2 separate regions of the Sus scrofa genome follow, and region 2 is linked to region 1. Evidence: chromatin contacts called from public HiChIP or PLAC-seq data. All regions are on one chromosome and are shown on one strand. The core of a region is the stretch at or near the end of the contact, and the rest is flanking DNA. Distances in the headings are between cores, read along the strand shown. Region 1 overlaps LHPP (phospholysine phosphohistidine inorganic pyrophosphate phosphatase). Region 2 overlaps FAM53B (protein FAM53B).

Region 1 (2,819 bases), core at 213-2,712:
AGGAGTGTGCTGCGTGAGCAACAGGGCAGCCGGTGTGCGCCCACTGCACCTGGTGCCTGGCGGCCAGGCGCCCTCTAGCGGCCTATCTAAAAGCGGCGAGAGGAAGGAGGAAAGATGAGCAACAGGCCCTGGAGGATCTGGGAGGAGGCAGAGATGATGGACAGGAGATGGGACGATGAGGGACTCGGAGGGGTGGGTCTGGAGGAGGAAACAAAGCCCAGTGCGGGCTCCCCTGGGACCCTCCTCAGGGCACAGCTGGCCCCAGAGGCCGAACCCCTGCCCACCCCGCTCTGGTCTTCACCAGGCCCCTCCTCTGCCAGAGTCAGAGGCAGCCTCCAGGATGACAAGGGGCTTGGACTGGCCTCACAGGACACAGCGGGGCTGGCCTGGGCCTTGGGCAAAGGGAGCCCTGAGTCCGCCTTCTGACCCCCTCTGTCCAGGGAAGGCTGAACTCAGGCCCCTCTGCCCAGACACACCCTTACCCATCACCCCAGCCTGGGGTCTGCCATCTGCGGGGCCAGACACAAGAGCCCTGGGCGCCCATTCTGTGCTGGGCAGCTGGGACCCCCGCTCAGGGGTGGGTGTGTGTGTGTGTGTGTGGTGTGTGTGTGTGTGTGCGCGCGCACCAGGGTGCGGGACCTGGGTTGTGAGGAGGTCAGAGACTGCTGTGTGGGGCCCAGAGGGGCACTGATTTCAGTCACTAGAACCAGAGCCCATACCCTGGTCCTTTCTGCATGAACCACCCCAGAGGCGGCATGATGCCCGCAGCTGCACCCCTGCCCAGTTCGGGGAGGCAGAGGAGCTGGAGCGCCCAGAGTGGAAATTGCATTACGAGGAGGCCTGTGTCCAGTGACCCACCGACCTGGGTGTGAACCGGGAGCCGGGCTGGGCCCCAAGATTAGCACCGTGTGCAGGCTCAGGGGTGTCGGGCACGTAGGCTGGTTTGTTTTTAAACTATTAATGTTGCCCTTTCAGGAGGCCTTTCTTTTTAAGAATTCTGCAAGTTCACGAACCTATGGAGGGTGCAAACGTACTTAAAAAAATAACGCTTGTTCTGATAAGAGTGTTACACGGTCCTCGAGGGGCAAAGATATAACCGACGCCTCTGTAACAAGTGGATACTTCCTCTGCTGCTCACCTACCTGTACACCCGCATCTGGACCTGAGGCCGTACCGACTGGGCTCCAGCGCTGAGGCCAACAGCCCATGACCCAGAGGAGGAGGTCAGAGACTGGGAAGCCAGGCTTGAATGACAGGCCCAGCAGGAATAGCTGAGCACCAGGCTCCTGCCCGGCCTGGGCCAGTTTCCACATCTGCAGATAGAAGGCGGCAACACTGGCAACAGGGCTGTCCCGGGGACCAGAGGTACAGAAACGACCTGGCGTCCACAGGTGCCCGTTAAATGTCAGCAGACCCAGGACGGGGCTGAGGCTTTATTTAGCCCCGGCTTCTGGCGGCTGCTCTGCCGCCTGCAGCCTCTGCTGCCAGCCTGCCCAGGTCAACTCTAGTGACGAGGACTCGCCCCTCTCTAGGCAGCCCGTTCTATTCTGGGACGGCTCTGACACACCTTCGTAGGCAGCTTCCTCTGAGGTTAAATGAGGTTCCTTCCAGCACTTTCCAGAGAACAGAGACAGCCAGAGGGGTGTGAGCTGAAGGCCCTTGCCGAGGTCTCCAGCTGCCCCTCAGGAAAGGGCGGCACGGGGGCCGGGGCTTGCACCTCATGTCACCCACGCATGTAAAGGAAGCAGGACACTGGGGCAGCCACCCCGCCTCCCAGCAGGCGTGCACCAGAAAGAAGCCCACAAGGCCGACCAGCTGAGGAGACCCTCAGAGATTCTTTGGACCAACTCTGAGATAACGCAGTGCTCCTGCGGCACTGCTCACGAAAACATTAATTTACTAGCCCACTTGACTAAAAAGGCCGGAGGCTGGGACCAGCTGCAGGTAGAGCTATATCCAGGTGCTCAAACCACATAACTGGAAGTCTGTCTTTCTCTCCGTCTCTAGGCTCTGCTTTCCTGCTGGCCCGCTTCGCCCTCAGACAGGCTTTCCCCCTGGGATGACAGAGAGGGCCACTGGTACTTCTCAGCTTAAAGTTCACTGGCCATTTTCCTAGGGGCTCTGGAAAATCCCAGGCCAGCTCACTGACCCGGCTCAGATCACACACCCATCCCTATGGCCAGGAGCTCCACCTGCTCCAGACCAGCCACGCCTGAGTTCCGCAGCGGAACATGCGGTCCTGGGGCGGGCTGGGGTGGAAGAGGTGACCCAAAGGAACGCAGGGACCACACCGAGGGCAGGCACATGCCCACCAGCCCGTCCTGTGCACCCTGCCCTTCGGAAGGCCACAAACCCCGTACCTTCTAGGGCTTATCACCCCCAAGAGTCTGGCCTCCTTGGGGGCGACATCAGCCCCACTGGGAATGAACGGGCTAAACGAGGACCAGACACTGAAGGGCTGAGACCCTGACCCACAGGTGAGGGGCAGAGGAGGCAGCAGGGCCTGGCCTCGACCCCACCCCCACCTGTGCCTGAGGCAGTCAGCTTGCTGCCCCAGAGACCACTGGGTCTGGCGGGCAGATAGCCTGAGCCTGATGGGGACCCCATGAGGGACAGTCTTTTCCTTCCAAGAGGGCAGCCAGGCCCCGAGGAGAAGCTGTGATGGGAGGGACACGGGCGGGGAGGCTGAGCCAGGGCCGCGGAAGGAAGTGAGTGAGACAGGGGGCATGAAGGGCCACCCGCTCGGGGACCAGGTGCACAGAGACAGGTGAGCCGGTGGGAATGGGCTGCCGGGCCAGCTGGTGCTGGAAAGGGCCTGA
Region 2 (2,819 bases), core at 136-2,635, 140 kb before region 1:
CTGTGTGATGGTGCCCAGCCTGACACACACATTGGTTTCGAGATGAATCGTGAGCAGCAGCCCGTTTCCAGTACTTTGTCCAAACCCACAGTCGGGTGGGAATCTGAAGGAGACCGGGCAAACTGGCCCGTCTCTTGAGAGGTTTGTTGCCATTGCAAATCCTGGCTTTCCCCCGTGTATTTCTGAGTGCCCCTGGAGGCTGGGGATGGAGCAAGAGGACCATCCAGAGCCCATACTTCCTCATACAGTTCGGGAAACTGAGGCCCACGCTCCTAAAGCCCAGTCTGGAGGGTTTTTTCTTCTTTTTTTTTGGAGGGGGTGGGGCTGGCACCCACAGCATGTGGAAGTTCCCAGGCTAGAGGTCCAGTTGGAACTGTAGCTGTCTGCCTACCCCACAGCCACAGCAGCGCAGGATCTGAGCCTTGTCTGTGACCCACACTGCAGCCTATGGCAACGTCGGATCCTTAACCCACTGACTGGAGCCAGGGGTCGAACCTGCATCCTCCTGGTTACTAGTTGGGTTCATGACCTGCTGAGCCACAGTGGGAACTCCCTGGAGGGGTCTTTTAAGACACCTCTATGCTGTCCGGAGATCCCACTGGGCCTCTTTCTGTAAGAGCAAGAATTTCCAGAAGCAGTGGTAGCTGCCGTGGGCCACCCCCGGTCGGCTGGTGATAGCGGGACCCTAGTAACCACACTGAAGCCACTGGCCTCTCGGGCATCTCCCAGGGCCCCTGGAGCCAGTCTTCCCTCAGCAGGGCCAGTGGAGCGTTACACCCAGCCATCCTAACCCCGCAGCCTCGCGCCTTGGCTGAGGAGCATGGTATCCTATGTTGCTGTCTCTGACATTCTCTGATGCATTGCAGGTGAGAGGGCACACTAGAGGAGGACACTTGGGCAGGCAAAGCCCAGGGACCTTTTCTTCCTGACATGGCTCCGAGCTGAGCCTCCATTCCGGTGATTCAGGGAAAGAGGCGCTGCCGTGGGCCAGGAGCTCCAAAGTTCATCTAAGGGAGTTCCCTGGTGGCTCAGCAGGTTAAGGATCCAGCGTTGTCGCTGCTGAGGCACAGGTTCAATTCCTGGGAACTTCCAAATGCCACGGGATGCTCTCCCCTCCACTCCCCCCCCAATTTCATTTAAAGATAGGGACACCACTGGGGGGTAGCTCAGTCATAGTCTTGTGTGTTTTCCACCTGCGTTCATTTCGTAAGCCTGCTTTGCTGAAGCCGGCTTCAGAGAGACACCCCGATTCCCTTGAGTTTCCCACTGAAAGGATTGGTGAGCTGCCCTCCCCCGCTCCCAATCCTGCATAGAGTCCTTGCAGCCCTGAGACCAAGTTAGCACACCCAGCCCGCAGGGCAGGGTGGGGACCGATGTCAGCACAAGTTGACAGGTGCGACATCCAAGAATGAGTCAGCCGGCCTTGATCTGGCTGGGGCCTGCCACCCGGCCCGGGCGGCTGCAAGAACCTCCTGTCGTGGGTCTGTGCTTCAGGTGCCTAACCTTTTCTAGAAACCGCATTCTGCTGTGCTCATGTCCCCGACAGGCAGCCTGTCAGCACAGCACAGAGCCGGCCGGGGCCGTAGATCGCCTCTGTCTTCTCAGCATAAGAAGGCTTGTTGTCCACTGAGAATCTGGGCCCTGGGAATTTCCCTTCAAGTTTAAGGGCAGAAATGGAAACAAGAACATTTGAGGTCAGATGCTATTTGTGTTCTTCTGGGTGTTGTGTTCCTTTGAGCTTTAGATCTGTGCACCCAGCCGCCTCCTGCGGCTCTGAATCAAGGGGTCTCAGGACCACAGCCCGGGAGGGGAATCTGAGCTCCTGTCCCCACGTGTGTGAGCATCGGCTGCTCCGATGCCGCCCAGTCTTCCAGACGCTGCAGGCGGAGCCTCAGCTTTGAAAGGTCATCGACTCAGTCCATCTGTGAGAAAACTAGATGGTCTGTGTGCTGTTTGTGGTTTTTCGTGGTTGGCCTGCTCCTCTGTAGGAAAAGCTCTGTGTGTGTTTATACCACCCCCCCCACACACACACATGCATCCACTCCCGTGTGTGATATCAAACGCGTGAAGCTGAGACACAGAGAAACTGTCGATGCTCCTGACAGTGAGTCACAGGGACCGCCTAGAACTTAAGTGGCCACTGCCAGTGTCCGGGGCTGTGCCATGTCTGCTGGAGGCTCGGTCCCTGGAGCTTCCCTGAGGGGCTTCAGGCCGTGGCGTGTCTCGGGGGCAGGGATGGGTCACACTATCCCCTTCTCGTGACCTGTCGGCTTCTCGGGCCTTTTGCACTGGTTCTCCACCCAGAATGTGCTGTGCAACTGGGAGTCCCCACCCCCTCCTGTGAAAAGGGACTTTGAGGTATTCGAAGGGCAAGGTTATCCTTCTCTGAAATTCTACCTTGTTACTGAACCCAAACAAAACAGACGCCCAAACACCAGCTTTCAGTGATGTTCTGAATCCAGGTCTGTAGGGACTGGAATTGTCAACCCTCCAGAAGCTTCCTGATGTGGCCAGACGGTCTGACTGTGCTGCTGCAGAGGTGTCTGAGAACCCGGGCCCCTAGCCTGTAGTCTAGAGCACTGGTTCTCAACAACTTTACCTTAAAATAAGCTATGCAGGTTCCTGCCCCTAGGGATTCCGTTGATCGGGCAAGTTGGGGACTGGGCCTAGGAATCTGCATTTTAGTCCCCAGAGGCTGCTCCTGCAGGTGGTCCTGACATCACACTTGGAGGAGGCCTCGTGCAGCACATCAGGGCACCCACTCCAGCCAGGTCCCACAGGGTTGGTACCCAGGGCCGGAGGATGGAGGCTCCACTCTC

What was found. HiChIP or PLAC-seq counts read pairs in DNA pulled down with a chosen protein or histone mark.
Region 2: an H3K27ac HiChIP or PLAC-seq map of skeletal muscle shows a contact between it and region 1. The contact joins two enhancer-like sites. A contact is called at or near these places in 2 of 2 datasets of contacts at active chromatin or transcription factors (alveolar macrophages and skeletal muscle).

What each region holds. Positions count from the first base shown.
Region 1 is chr14:133,925,669-133,928,487 of Sscrofa11.1, reverse strand. The region is part of intron 6 of LHPP (phospholysine phosphohistidine inorganic pyrophosphate phosphatase); the gene reads right to left. Among named protein-coding and RNA genes, the nearest start is that of TRNAE-UUC, 32 kb to the right of the region's middle. Within about 2 kb of position 1,462, at least 9 of the 83 cell types and tissues checked have an H3K27ac peak or open chromatin away from gene starts, as enhancers often do. A contact at or near this core is called in skeletal muscle, where this site is marked.
Region 2 is chr14:134,063,992-134,066,810 of Sscrofa11.1, reverse strand. The region is part of intron 3 of FAM53B (protein FAM53B); the gene reads left to right. Among named protein-coding and RNA genes, the nearest start is that of FAM53B, 70 kb to the left of the region's middle. Within about 2 kb of position 1,385, at least 13 of the 83 cell types and tissues checked have an H3K27ac peak or open chromatin away from gene starts, as enhancers often do. A contact at or near this core is called in skeletal muscle, where this site is marked.